Regions from separate parts of the Mus musculus genome. Here all the other regions are linked to region 1. The links are chromatin contacts, called in public Hi-C, HiCAR-type, HiChIP or PLAC-seq and promoter capture Hi-C maps. All regions are on one chromosome and are shown on one strand. The core of a region is the stretch at or near the end of the contact, and the rest is flanking DNA. Distances in the headings are between cores, read along the strand shown.

Evidence for each region. Promoter capture Hi-C pulls out the DNA fragments that hold promoters and counts their contacts. Hi-C and Micro-C count contacts between places; a contact is called where the count stands out from the background. HiCAR-type assays count read pairs that join an accessible place to other places. HiChIP or PLAC-seq counts read pairs in DNA pulled down with a chosen protein or histone mark.
Region 2: a contact with region 1 is called in a HiCAR-type map of astrocytes, with 6 times the contacts expected there. The contact joins the promoter of Sec62 here to the promoter of Zfp639 in region 1. A contact is called at or near these places in 3 of 39 promoter capture datasets (cranial neural crest, hippocampal neurons and pre-B cells), 3 of 484 Hi-C or Micro-C datasets (CD4 T cells and CD8 T cells), 4 of 115 datasets of contacts at active chromatin or transcription factors (the 230-238 cell line, astrocytes, large pre-B cells and 1 more) and 2 of 9 other capture datasets (adipose tissue and liver).
Region 3: a promoter capture Hi-C map of liver shows a contact between it and region 1, with 3 times the contacts expected there. The contact joins the enhancer-like site here to the promoter of Zfp639 in region 1. A contact is called at or near these places in 3 of 39 promoter capture datasets (hippocampal neurons, liver and pre-B cells), 1 of 484 Hi-C or Micro-C datasets (liver), 1 of 115 datasets of contacts at active chromatin or transcription factors (astrocytes) and 2 of 9 other capture datasets (adipose tissue and liver).
Region 4: a contact with region 1 is called in an H3K27ac HiChIP or PLAC-seq map of extraembryonic endoderm stem cells, with 15 times the contacts expected there. The contact joins the enhancer-like site here to the promoter of Zfp639 in region 1. A contact is called at or near these places in 1 of 39 promoter capture datasets (cranial neural crest), 4 of 115 datasets of contacts at active chromatin or transcription factors (embryonic stem cells, extraembryonic endoderm stem cells, large pre-B cells and 1 more) and 2 of 9 other capture datasets (adipose tissue and liver).
Region 5: a Hi-C map of cortical neurons shows a contact between it and region 1, with 3 times the contacts expected there. The contact joins the promoter of Slc7a14 here to the promoter of Zfp639 in region 1. A contact is called at or near these places in 1 of 39 promoter capture datasets (hippocampal neurons) and 1 of 484 Hi-C or Micro-C datasets (cortical neurons).

Annotation. Positions count from the first base shown.
Region 1 is chr3:32,509,285-32,511,966 of GRCm38.p6, forward strand. It overlaps Zfp639 (zinc finger protein 639), which reads left to right and starts at 1,308. Exons shown (of 7, transcript NM_144519.4): 1 at 1,308-1,448.
Region 2 is chr3:30,791,569-30,794,250 of GRCm38.p6, forward strand. Sec62 (SEC62 homolog (S. cerevisiae)) reads left to right here and starts at 1,308. Exons shown (of 8, transcript NM_027016.2): 1 at 1,308-1,815. The coding sequence starts at 1,780.
Region 3 is chr3:30,811,761-30,814,442 of GRCm38.p6, forward strand. It overlaps Sec62 (SEC62 homolog (S. cerevisiae)), which reads left to right. Exons shown (of 8, transcript NM_027016.2): 6 at 536-596; 7 at 2,474-2,593. Among named protein-coding and RNA genes, the nearest start is that of Sec62, 20 kb to the left of the region's middle. Within about 2 kb of position 1,346, at least 18 of the 459 cell types and tissues checked have an H3K27ac peak or open chromatin away from gene starts, as enhancers often do. A contact at or near this core is called in liver, where this site is marked.
Region 4 is chr3:31,021,716-31,024,397 of GRCm38.p6, forward strand. The region is part of intron 2 of Prkci (protein kinase C, iota); the gene reads left to right. Among named protein-coding and RNA genes, the nearest start is that of Mir7008, 16 kb to the right of the region's middle. Within about 2 kb of position 1,361, at least 161 of the 459 cell types and tissues checked have an H3K27ac peak or open chromatin away from gene starts, as enhancers often do. A contact at or near this core is called in extraembryonic endoderm stem cells and stem cell-derived neural progenitor cells, where this site is marked.
Region 5 is chr3:31,309,003-31,311,684 of GRCm38.p6, forward strand. It overlaps Slc7a14 (solute carrier family 7 (cationic amino acid transporter, y+ system), member 14), which reads right to left and starts at 1,317. Exons shown (of 8, transcript NM_172861.3): 1 at 1,169-1,317. Gm15496 (a long non-coding RNA gene) reads left to right here. Exons shown (of 3, transcript XR_880740.3): 1 at 1-296; 2 at 1,972-2,037.

The DNA of each region.
Region 1 (2,682 bases), core at 58-2,557:
ACCCCACTCGATTTAGCTATTCACGTACAATTAGTTGAACCTTAAGGGCTTTAGTTACAAAACCGAGAAACACTCACAAATTGTACTGAAACCTCTTTAACTCTCACCCAGATTAGGGGGTTGGGGTGGGGCAGCTCAGTGGATGAGAGCTAGGATTATATTTAAAAATGTTTTAAAATATATATATTTTATTTTTATCTGTATGAGTGTTTTGCCTGAATGTATGTCTGTGCACCACTTGTGTTCCTGGCGCCCATGGAAGCCAGAAGGCTTCAGGCGACCTAGAACTGGATTTACACGTGAGCTCAGACGTGAACCTCATTGTGGGTGTTGGGAATAAAACCTGAATCCCCTAGTGGAAGAGCCAGTTTTCTTAACAGCTGAGCCATCTCTCCAGCCCCTGGACTCCATTCTTAACACTGAAGGAGGAGCGAGAAAGAAAACACACAGCCGCACTCTGGACTGTTGCTTGTAACGCTGAGGGCTCACACCTCAGCACTCACCCTGCCAAGCACAGACAACCACCGAAATCTACTGTCAGCCCGAGGGATAATTCAAAAACAATGTTCACAGTTATTTATGCTCATCTAATTTAATCCTTTGCTTATTGACGGTCAAGGTACGAAAAGGATTTAAATGACAGAATGCAATCCTTTGTGATAACCTCGGTTCACTCCATCAGGTCTTCTTTTTAGGATTTATTTATTTTTGTATTTAGGTGGGGGGATGGGGAGGTGTGTATGCCTGCGGAGGCTTCACATCCCTTGCTGTTGAGTTACAGTAAAGGCGTTTGTGAACTATCATGTGCATGCTTTCTCTAGAAGAGAAATAAAACTCTCTTAACTGGGGGGAGCCATTTTTTCAGCTCTCCCTTCTCTAACTCCACCTCCAATCTCCCAAGACTTCAAGAACCCAGGGTGTGGTCTGAGGACCCATCTCGAGTCACATCGCGTTTTTTCTCGGCCCTGGACTTATCTAGCCCGGATGTTGGGATTTGAGGACAACCACCATGCGTGAAACACTAATGATCCTGAAGACCCTGAGGATCGATCACTGCGGCCTTCCAGGAAACCGATGAGTGGGACAGCGCTGACCTCAGGGGGGAAGGTGGCACGGCCCGGATGTGCCCGTAGGGGACGCTAGACAGCACTGCTAGTCTCTCCTTGTCCTGCTGTTAGGCCCCGCCCTTAGCATGAAGCCACGCCCCCTCCATGCTCAGGCCACGCCCTCATCCTTAGGGTTCCCGCCCCCCGTCCCCCATCTTTACTCTCGCGGCCCGCTGTGGCGCATGCGCGGGGTGACGGGGTGAGTGCTGCTGGGCCTGGCGGGCAGGGAAGGGCAGGGCCGGGGAGGGCGCGGGCGGCTGGGCAGGGCGCGGGCGGTGGCCCGGCAGCCCCCTCCGTCCCATCATCCGGGCGTGTCTCGCCGGAGCTGCGCTGCTACGTGAGGTGAGGGCCGGCCTCCGGGGCCTGCGTGCCAAGCGAGGGCCGCGGGGCGAGCGGGGCCTGCCCGGCCCGGTGCGTGTCGGCCGCTCGGGTGGACTCGGCGGCGGGGGGGCCTATGCCGGCCTGCAGGAGGCTGCTCCCGCGGGAGACGCTGGAGTCCAGCGGGGACCCGGCCCTGAGTCCTCACGGACAGAGGCTCCCAGGAGAGGCCAATCAGACCAGCGCTCTTCGAATTCCTGTAATCTGTGACAGGGACTTGTGTAGCCTAGGCTAGCCGGAAAGGCGTGTGCCACCACGCCGGGCTTCAATTAGAACGGGAAAATTCTCTTTCTGTTTGAAAATGTACGTGCTTATTGCGTGTATGCATGCGCACGTGTGCCATGGCGCAAGTGTAGAGGTCAGAGGACAACTTTCCAAGAGGCTGTTCTTCCCACCTTGCGGGTTCCAGGGAAGACACCCAGGTCGTCTGGCTTAGCTGTAAGCGCCTTCTGAGCCCTGGAAATATTTTTTGTTTGTTTGTTTTAATGGAGGTGAAAAAATAAAGTGTTATAAACGTCTTCAAAACGCAACGACCCAGTCTCAAAAAATTCGGTGCTGGGTGCTGGAGAGAACACCCAGTTGGAGTAGGTTCATGATTGCCTCCAGATCAGACACCATCTCGGACTACACATGCGCGCGAAAACAGCCTTTTAAAAATATGTCTTGGTGCGGGGCAGTGGTGGCGCACACCTTTAAACCCAGCACTTGGGAGGCAGAGGCAGACGGATTTCTGAGTTCAAGGCCAGCCTGATCTACAGAGTGAGTTCCAGGACAGCTGGGCTACACAGAGAAACTCTGTCTCGAAAAAAACAAACAAAAAAAGTGTCTAGGCATTGTGTGAAGACATCCGAGGTTTCATGAGAAACCTTTGAAAAGGTTTGTCTATGGGAAGCACTATTAAGTGTTGTGAAGGTTCCAGGTGCCAAGATGCCTCTGTGTGGGTGATGTGTTTGTTTTGTTTTTAGGACACAAGAGACTTTATGTGTAATCTTGCCTCAGCCTCCTGAGTGCTGGGATGTCAGCTGTGAGCCACTGAGCTCTGCTGTTGATGTGGAAGAGGGCAGTTGGGCCTTTTTAAAATGGGATTTTTTTTTCTGTCTTCAATGTTATCTCAAAAAGTGGAGAGCAAGCCAGTAGTGTTGTATGCCTTTAACAACAAATTGCCTAACCCCAAACATAAATATAAATTCAGAATTAG
Region 2 (2,682 bases), core at 58-2,557, 1.7 Mb before region 1:
ACTCTACAGGGTCACAGAGAGTTAAAAAACATAACCAAGTTACTAGTGAAGTTTTGTATAGATAAACCCAGTCAACATTGTATCTTCTGTCCTAGCACCTATAATATAATCGTAGTTCCCTTTTTATGACTTTTGGTTAATGGTTTTACAACCTTTTGGAATGTGCTCTGAGTAGTAGAGGCAATTAACTGGTGACAGAGACTGGCAGAGTTCTCATTGCAGTTTTGACAGCTTAATACATACTGGTACAATTTTAGGAATCCTTACAGGATCATCATTAAGAATTAAGTCATCCATTTGTCTATATAGCATCCCTACAAGACAGTACATCTCTGTAGATCTGCAACTGCAGAGATCTGCTCAAAGAGGTAGGCTAATACCTAGTGATTGTTATATATGTTTAATAATAACAGGAGAAGCATATTAATAGTAGGAATCTTTCCTAAAATTATTTTCTCCTGGGCTTTGCCTATGGGAGCAAATCTGTCACGGATTATGTTAATCTGAGGCACACAATCTCAGGGAGATCATCTGCTAGCTATTAGCTTGTCCTGACAATCATCTGGGTAGGAAAGGCTAGAGAAAACAAGATATTGTATGTTCCAAGTTTTGTGTTAATACGTAAGAATTATTAGTTCTCCCCTGCTTCCTGACAGCAGAGCCAAATTACAGATCTCTTGAGAGTAGAATTGCATAGTTAAAAACAAAAACCACCAACCTTCAGCTATCTTAGTATATAAATGATCAGGCATCAAAGTACTGAGCTTTGCTTCAACTACATATTATTATGTCAGATATATGAAATAGAAAACTTTAAGGATTTTGAAATTAAGTTTACAATGCAAAACTGAAAAAAAAAACCACAACAACAAACAGGCTACCAGGTTCCATGATGTTTGGGGGGGAACAGAGAAGACTTATAAATTCAACATACACACACATCCCATGTACACGCAAAGTGGATATAAAGGACAAAAGAAATTTAAAATGATTAACTGACTCAAGGGATAGAATTAAACTTTATTGGTTTTATCTTTTCTGCATTTTTTCAACTTTCTTACAGCCACAATGTCATCAGAACTTGTACCTAAGCACTTAACTACCCATGTCTTTGGTCTAGAAAGTTCTGGAATAATAGTCATATAGCAGGTCGTCAGAATAGTCATATAGAAGTGGCCTGCAGTCTACTGCATCCCAACTAGTCTTGCTCCTTTCCACCTTAACTTCCCTGGGCTCATCCAGCCTTCTGGAGTCTAAGGATGGGTTGTGAGGTGTCACGTGAGGAGCGGACATTCCAAGGCTTTGGGGACGAGCTGTGTTTAATGGAGTCAGACTCTGAAGTTGTTTTCCACCTTTTAAGGGGAACTTGGCGGGACTGAAGTGGGGTGCCACGGGGCTCGCTGGGGCAGGAAGCGCCACAGGTGACGCTGTGCGCCCCGGTGGTCCCGGCGGCGTCAGCGACTCTGAGGGGCGGGGCCCGGGGATCTGTGTTTACACGCCAGCCAGGTGACTCGGGCGTTCAGTCAGGGCTGAGAGCCGACGCGACTTGCCAGCCTCCAGCGCTCTGACTCACGTGGCGCCGGCCTCCGGGACCAGAAGCAGAAGCAGCCCGCGTCGTCCGCCACCGCACGGACGGCGGGAAGACCACGGAGGCCGCCCCCAGCCCAGAGCCCGCGGCGGGTTACATAACGGGCCGCGAGCCGCCGCGCTCTCGCGAGATCTCAGCCGCCCCCTCCCCGACTCGCTCCACGTCAGAAGGAACCGGGCGGAGCGGCCAACATGGCGGAACGCAGGCGACACAAGAAGCGGATCCAGGTAGCTCGGCGGGGCCGTGGGACCGGGGACGGGCTCGGGCGCGCTGGGACGAGGAGGGACAGGGGGAGACGTCCCGAGCGGCCGGACGCCCGGAGGCCGTCTCCGCGGGGTCGCGGCGCCGGGATGGTCTCGAGGCGGGACGGTGTTAGCGGCCGCTCGGCCGAGGGCTCTGTGGTGCGTCCGGGGAAGGAAGGAGGGAGGGAGGCGCGGCGCTCGAATCCCGCGTCCGGCCCCGCGTTCCTGCGGCGGAGGGCTCGGGCCTGCGCGGGGAGCGCGGACGCCAGGCGCCGGCCGGCCTCCCTCCCTCCTCCGTGTCTCCCTGGCGTCCCGATATTAAGGCCACGGTAGCTGGGGTGGAAGGAGGGCTGACCTGCGGCACCGCCGCCGGTTCTTTGTGCTTGCAGACGGTCGGTCGGTCAGCTGGCCCCGGGCCGCCCGGCCCCAGGGCTCCTTCCAGATGTTAAGCGGCGTGTGCCCTCCATTCCCCTCCCAATGGCTCTTTTAACCGAATAGCCGGGCTTGAACCTTGCCGGCTTTCTTCCAGGCGACACGATGTAAACAAACCCTGCCCGGTCAGTGCTGCAATGGGCTGGTGGCACCCAGAAACCTTCCACATGCCAGCTTGTCAGCCTCACGCCCTACATACTGTGCCTCCCTCATCCCTTATGAATGTCACCTGAGCATCTCTTCCCCGCAGTTTTCGCCCTGTTGGGTGTCCTTTGTTCGATGCACCTTAAACATGGATGTGAGCGCCTCAAGAGCTCACTCAGAAACCAAAGGCCTAAGTTGATGGTCTCTAGTAAGTTGTTAATATGTCAGTCACAAGTTGTTACACTCATTCTTGTCTTTCTGTTCCCCACGTAGGAT
Region 3 (2,682 bases), core at 96-2,595, 1.7 Mb before region 1:
TGAATATGGTGGTGTACACCTTTAATCCTAGCACTTGAGAGACAGATCTCTGTGAGTTTGAGGCCAGCCCCTGGTCTGTATAGTCAGTCAGTTCAAGGCTAGCCAGGGCTGTTATATAAAGAAACTCCATCTAAAAAGGGTGGGGGGATGTTAGAGGGTTGGGGTTTTTTGTTTTGTTTTTGTTGTTGTTCTTAAAGTGGTTACTAGCAAAACTAATGTTTTAAAATCTGATTCCCAAGAAAAATATAAACAGTAAAACAGGTTTATTCAGAACCCCAAGTGTTAGAAAAATACAAATTAATCAGAAAAAAATAAAGGGACTTGTTCAAAATATACTAAGAAATGGAAAAATACTGTAATTTAGAGAAGCTAGAGCTAGGAATACCGGTCTTTTAATGGCTGAGTGTAGTCTTAATTGGAAAGGGAGAGTTTAGAGTGTTCAGAGATGGAGACTGGGGAACTGCAGTAGAGAAGTAAACTTATTACTAATGTGACCTTAGAACTTTTAAGCATTGAGGTTTCTTGATTCTTCTAGGTTTTTGTGTGGATCTATGACCCAGTTCACATTAAAACATTTGTCATGGGATTAATTCTTGGTAAGTAGGAGAATATAAGTAGCTTTTTAGTATACTCTAAACTTTAGAGGACAAATGCAGGGCCTCAAAAAATACTTTTAAATTTAAAACAAAGTAAGAACTCTTTAAGAGGATATTTTAAATAAAGTTAGAAGATAAGTAACAAACTCAAATTATTTGCAGCAGCTAAATCATTTTTAAGGTATTAACATGGTAGAACAAGATAAATGTAGCTCACAGGAAAACACACCGACCATTCACCTGGTTAAGGATAAATCAGATACAGAGTGAAGTAACAAAGATTAAGATTTCAGAAATTGACACTGAAGTCCTGGGGTGGAGGGAACACTCCAACAATTGATGATGGTGCCTTCCTTTTTCTTTCTTTCCAGCAGGCAGTTTGGCAGTGCCTTCACATTGTAGGTGCTAGCACACCGCTCCTGTAAATCCTGTAGGGTTTCCCTTATGTTCCTTTTCATGGACACAGCCAAACAAAGCAATATTCAAATTTTAAATGCTTGTATCTTTTGGCCTACCAATTCCATTGAAAGGAATTCATTGTTATGGCTTTTTGAGTGTCATTAGTTTTTGTTTATTGTTAGTGTCTGGGATCAAACCCAGGGTCTTACACGTGCTAGACAAGCACTTCACCACTGAGCTCCATCCCCAGTCTAGAAGTCAGTCTGTTACATAATCCCAGTCATATGATGTCCATGTGCGAGTAGACTTGCAGGAGGATTGTCTCTTATCATGTAAAACTGAAAGTAGTCCCCACTCCTTGGGAGGAGAGTAAACATTGGCAGTGTAAGAGAACAGCATGCAGCCTTTGAGATAGGAAAAGAGAGCTGCCAGAGCGGAAGTTGCATACTTTCCTCTAGTTAGAAAAGGGTATTTGTCACTAATCTGTATTGTAAGTGAGCAGTCTCTGGGAATAGGATAAGCTTTATAGTGTTTACCGCTGAACAGTGGGACAAAAACTCGATGATTCCATCTTCACCATAGCCTTTGACTCGTTGTTTATATTGTGATCAAACTTGTGTATATATATATATATTTTTAATTTGGGGGACAAAAATGGGTGGGAAAGAATAATTGAACAGATAGCAAAAACATACTATCTAAAATATGATTGGTTAATAAGATATTTTAGGATCCCATTTAGAGAAACTTATAGTAAGAGTTAAAACTTAGTTAAACTCAAAAGGCTCATGCTGTGGATTGCTTCCAGTGTGGTAGTCACTTTGTCATAAAATCCTTGTGACGTCTCATTCCAGCAAGAACAGGCACTTATCAAGATAAGGTAAATTAACTTTGGAAGGGTTACTTAGCTAACGTGTGGTAGAGCAAGAGTCCTGTTCTTAATGATAAAGACTTAAAAGACTTAATAACCAGTCTTCTCATTTAACAGTTTTCCAAGAGGCCCTACCATAAGTGCAAAAAACAAACAAACAAGCAAACAAACAAAAAATCCTAGAGATGCTTATATAATTTCCCCAACCACTCTGACCTTTTTTTTAAAAAAAAGCTTTGTGAATCTGATTTCCCTGGAGTGGGAGGTGGGGTGTTCTTTGGTTTTGTTTTGATCTAGGTTTCCCTACTCCTAATATTAAAATAATATTAGCTTCAAAATGACAGTAGTTGGTCATTTAAGGAGTAGTTTTAATTTCTAGATAGTATTTTTTATAATTAAATGTAATTTAGGTTTAAAAAATGCTAACCTAGTTTAAGAACAGTATAAAATGTTATGTTAAATCACATGAAATTGCTGATAATTCATTATTCCTATACAAATGTTACTTTTTTGTCTCCATTTTCAAGAATATGTTCACTGTTGATTGTAATGAGGCCATTAAAGAATTTATTCTAAAAGTTACTCTGTAACTCTGTCATTTCTCCAGTGATTGCAGTAATAGCAGCCACCCTCTTCCCTCTCTGGCCAGCAGAAATGAGAGTAGGTGTTTATTACCTCAGTGTGGGCGCAGGCTGTTTTGTAGCCAGCATTCTTCTCCTTGCTATTGGTAAGTCTTAATAGTGATACTGATCTTGGTATAAGGTAGGTATTTGCATGTAGACTTTTTCCTGGAGCTCCAGTGTAGCTAAACAGCAG
Region 4 (2,682 bases), core at 111-2,610, 1.5 Mb before region 1:
GCAGGAGTAAGTTAATGTATGATTAACTCACCGTCTTCTCACAAACCCCCTCAGAGCCTAGCTCATCATGACATTAGGTCCACAGTCCAAAGATGGTCATCTAATCCTGTGTCTTGCCCATCTATGGTTTGGGTTCCTTGACTGCCTCTCTGCTAGTTCTAAAGATCCATGAAATGGTGACAGGATAGTAAACTAGAGACAGGAGTAGTATAGTAGCTACCCCTAGTCACCAAGAGGGGAAGGTTCTGGTTCTGAACTATAATAGAATGTATTGTCATTCCCTCAGGAAAGCTCACTGCTACTCTCTGGGATTGGATCCCATGACTCTTAACATTGATGCTCTGATTCATCCTTCTCTCTTCCTAGGCTCTGTTTTGTAGTTCACTAATTTGCCTAGATTCTCTCCCACAGTTGAAAGACATAGCTCTTCATTTTGAACATTGTAGACCACCTGTGTATGGAGTTGTAACTGTTCATTGGACAAAAGCCATACTCACATCAGACTCTTCTAGACAAGGACTACATGTGTCTGAGGTTTGGGGACTAGAGAAATGGCTCATCAGTTGAGGGCACTGGCTACCTTACAGAGGACCCAGGTTTAATTCCCAGCACCTTCATGACATCTCACAACTATCTGTAACTACAGTTCCAGGGGATCTGACACTTTGACATATGCACATTCAAGAAGACACCACACCAATGCATATAAAAATAAAAATAAATTATTTTACAAAAAGAAAAGCCATTTGCTACTTTGGCCCTTCTGCCCAGTCTTCTGATCTTTGTATTTGCAGCCACTGATTCTGTAGATGCGTTTTCTGTTTGCTGTATTGCCTTCAGTGAGTGTCACCACACTCGCTCATTCATTTTGTCTATTGTCCGAACCGTTTTCTCTGTCTTCTGGCCTTCACAAGCAGTCCGTGGCTGCCATCTTCTGCCTTTCATGAAATAGAAAAGGCCACGTAAGTCTTCTTTTTGTGCCAGTTCTGGTTAGGTTTTCTATTTCTGTGCAACTTACCTTATAACTTAGTGATTCGAAAACTGACTTTCACAGTTCTGTGACTTATCAGAGCTAATGTTATAAATGTCCACAGAACATAAAAGGGAGTGAGGACTTGGCAGCTGAGTTGGAGAAAAGAACAGACACTGTTTTCTTTGAGACCATGTAGATAGGAAATGGTTTCTCTCAAGTAGTAAGCTGGGTTCTGTGCACTGTGTAATTGAAGATTAGTCAGAGCCAGTGGCATGTAGCATGCAGGAATGTGTCATAAAACCACAGGAATGAGCACCAGAGTAGCAGAGGGGAGGATCCAGTTCAAGCCCAGCTTTGCTCTAAGTGACTTGTTCATTGAGGAATGCACCTCGGATTTCCAGGGATCACTCTGCACTTCGCCTGCTTAGTTGAGAGAGGTGTGTCCTCCTCCCCTTCTGTGTGTGTAACTAAAATTCACCACTTACATTTAAGAGTAGCTGGAGCTGGTGTCCAGCCCTAGGTAGGACATCCTTCCCACCAAAGGCTCGGAACACGTCAGAGGAGGGGCATCTCAGAGGAGGGCTTCAAAGAATGTGAGAGATGCAGGAAGGCGAGGAATGCAACGCTGCCTTTGGGCTGTGCTGTGGCCTCTGCAGCCGAGGACTCACTGCAGCTGTGACCAGTGCAGGGAGGTCAGTCATCATCCCAGCAGAGAGGGCTCAGTGGGCAGCTGTGAACAAAGAAAGAGGCAGAAGGGGAGAAAGGCTCGTGGGGTGCTTCAGAGGAGTGGGAGGGAAAGTGGAGCTGGGGTATACATCATCAGGACGCATTGTTTCTATCTATGCAGTTGTCAAAGAGTAAAAGATGCTTTGTTTAAAGAGAGAAGAGAAACAAAAAGAAGGTGATGGAGAGGTGGGTGAGCAGTGAAGAACACTTGCTGTTCTTTTTGCAAAGGACCCAGGTTCAAATCCCAGCACCCACAAGGTACCTTACAACTGTCTGGAACTCTAGTTCCAGGGGATCTGATGCCTTCTGACCTGCCATAGACACACACACACAGTGCACAGACATATCTGCTAGCAAATATTTGTCAAATAAATCTAAAAAAAATTTTTAGTAGCTCAAGCTAGACTATTCTTAGTCCAGAGTACTTTAGTGGTTTCTTTCTTGTGACTTAATTGACCAAGGTTGTAATATGATACAATATCCATTACAGTCACTGCCTGTGTTAGGGTCCAAGAATCACCAAGGAATGATAACCCAGACTCAAATAGTATGCAAAAGCAAAGAGCATTTTTTTTCCAGCGGAATTTCCTGCATGCAGGGGTCTTTTCATTCAGGAATAGAGACACCGAGTGGGCTCGCAGGCCCAGCTTTTATTGTCAAGGGAATTCCAGTGTGTGTGTGTGTGTGTGTGTGTGTGTGTGTGTGTGTGTGTGTGGTATGTGCCCCTTTACCGTGATTGGTTAGCTCTACTCTAGGGATCCTTCAGGCCAAAGGACAAGGTGTCCTCAGATTGGCTGCCCATGGCTGCGGTTGGCTGACCACAGGTTCCTGGATCCCAGTTCTGTTTGTGGGAAACACAAACTTAGGCCTAGTCTCCCAAACTGTTTGCAGCCTGTCATGGAGTCAGCCTGGCTCTGGCTCAGTCCTCTCACCTGGAAGCCCTACCCATCCATAGTGTGGCAGTGGAACTGCTTTAGCTCCTT
Region 5 (2,682 bases), core at 67-2,566, 1.2 Mb before region 1:
ACGGATCCCACCAGTCCCCAGGTATTTACCGCGCAGCAGACAACTTTCAGCACCCCGGACAGCGGCACACCATCCCAACTCTAGCCAGCTCTTCAACCTGTCCCCAGCTCTCAGAGGCAGATTATCCCTGCAACCCTTAGTTACTCTGGCCAGTTACTGCCTCTGCCACGCAGGCGAACATCCTTTGAGTCTCTCAACTCAAGCTCTCAATGAACCGAGTTTCGCACACGTAGCGGAATCACTATCAAGAAGAGACGACAGCCTGTGCTGCTTCCACCTTCCCTCATCTTTCTTCTGTAAGTCATTTGACAGCTTCTACCTTACAGTTTGATCATGATGTAAAATGCACACTTGGCGGGGGAGGAGGGTGACTCAGTGGAGACAGAAGGCTTGGGGCCACGCCACCCTACTCTGGCCCTCAGAATTTGTGGGAAACTGAGATGTGTTTTGGGGCTGGGAAAAAGGCCCCAAAGAGGCGAAGCAGTGCGTGCGAGAGTCCTCTCGAGAGCCGCGGGCTCCGGGCAGGAACCTACCCAGATAGCTCTCCCGTCACATCCTCCTCACTGCACGGTCTCCCGCTTGGCCGGGGACAGATGGTCCTCGTGGCGCACCAGCCTAGTCGGGGCGCAGGGCTCCATTGGAGTCCCTTTGAAGAGTTTTGCTCTGGTTAAAGGACAGATTCATGTCCCCGCCTTCCTCTGGGACTGCGGCCCGGAAAACACCTCTCCTTTTTCCAAGGGCTCAATCCCAGGCCAAGAGCCCAGTTGCCCCCGTCAGGTGCGTGGATAGGCTTGGAGGACAGGACGGGCCCCGCGACTGCGGAGACCTGGGAGGCCCACACTGTCATCCCCAGCATCTTAGCCTCTCGCTCCCGCCGCAGCGGAGGCTGCGCCAGCCCGCGCTCCGCCTGCCGGCTCCCGCGAGTCCCCTCATCGAGGATGCTACCGGGGGACCCATTCCCAGTGGAAGCCCGCGCGACCCTGACCTCGCTCCTTGGTCTTTCCAGAGATCCCCTTCCCGTAGGTCGCCCTCAACCTCCGCGCCATGTTCCCGCTTCCACCCTGCAGGTGTCTGGGGCTCCCTGGTTCATCTTAGTCTCCGGGGTCCAGCTGGGAAGCCCGGGGCCGCGCTGGGGGCACAGACTGTGGTGAAGAGGGCATCCACTCACCAGAGGGGCTGGAGGTGATGGCCTGAACTGGATGCTAATGTCCGGCGGTCTGCACTTAGAGCTGAGATGAGGGCGGTGGTAGTGATAAAGGAAGGCAGGAGACAGCGGACGTTGCTGAATCGCTCTTCAATTATTCAGATTGAAACCCCTCCGCACCCCTCCCGCGCCTGCCAGTTTGCTCTCCAGCTTGCCTATCTCCGCCTCCTTGTAATCACGTGGCTAACCCAGCCCTTTCCATTACCGAGTCCTAGCACCACTCCCGCCGCCCCTTCCCGCACCCCCCCGCCCCCCCACCCCGCCCCCCGGGTCTGTCACTCACTACACCTCACCCGCCTTCCAGGTGCGGCCTCCAGCCTCTGCTACCTTTCTGGTGCTTGGAGCAGAGGAGCCCGGGCAGTTCTATGCTCTGGGAAGGCAGGGTGGGGTAGGACTCTGCAGTGTCGCTGTACTGTTTGGGCTGGCTTCTGCCAACAGCTCCACCTCTCCTGGATTCAGCTACCCAGCCAGGCCTGCTTCCTGCTCGCTGGAAGCTACCCCACTACCTCCTTGAGGTGGTCTTGGTACTCTTAACTTTTCCCCCTCCACCTCACTGTCACTGTAAACAAGGGATGGGGAGGTTAGTCTCTCTCTCAGCTCTCAAAGAAGACAAGACCAAAAGCTCAAATAGATCCAGCTTAGTTTAGAGTCCACAACATTTCATGGATTTGAGGTTTCTGAAGATCTACAAGGATTTTCAATCTATGACTTGTAGCATTTAACGTCTTGCTTTTTCTTCCCTTGTCTGTGAAATGAACATCTCCTAGGACTGTAGAGAGAGTTGACATGCTCTTGAAGTTGCCTAACTCAGTGCTAGACACACGCAGAGATCGGTAAGTGAGAGTCTTTCTCTTGCCTCTATTAAAATAATAATACATTTCAGAAAACAAGAAGCATGTTATTTATGTATGTGTTAGTGGAATGGAGCTGATGCCATGTAAACCTCTTCTATGAGAAATAAAAGTTACTAAGTTTGTTGTGTTCAGGGAGATTACTGGCTGGCTGCTGTCTTTTCACGTAGGGCAAGTTCACATCTAAGTACGTCCAATCATGGCCCGGACAGTCCTGGTACATTCACCATTCATGCTCAACACTCCCTTGAGCCTACAGGAGCCTTGGTGAGCCATCACTATGACTTAAGCCTTTAACTAGTTGTTCATAGTATTTCTGACTTCTTTGGATGCCCACAAAGCTGTGAGATGTTGCAGAAAAAGGGTAAGGTTAAAGAGTCAGAATTTGGGATGTTGAAGCAGGCTGTTCAGGGGACACATGTAATCCTTGACTGATCGCCTGAGGCCTCGGAGTTTTATCTTAAAAATGGGCAGAGAATGTCTACTCTCTGAGACAGTTTTGTTGTTCAGATGAACTAATCGTTAGCCTATGAGAAGCTATAGTGGTAAAGCATAAACAAATACATAATAAACCTGTGGCCAGCAGGAGGTGTTGCCCGTGTTAGTCCAGGTATATTACGGGTTTAG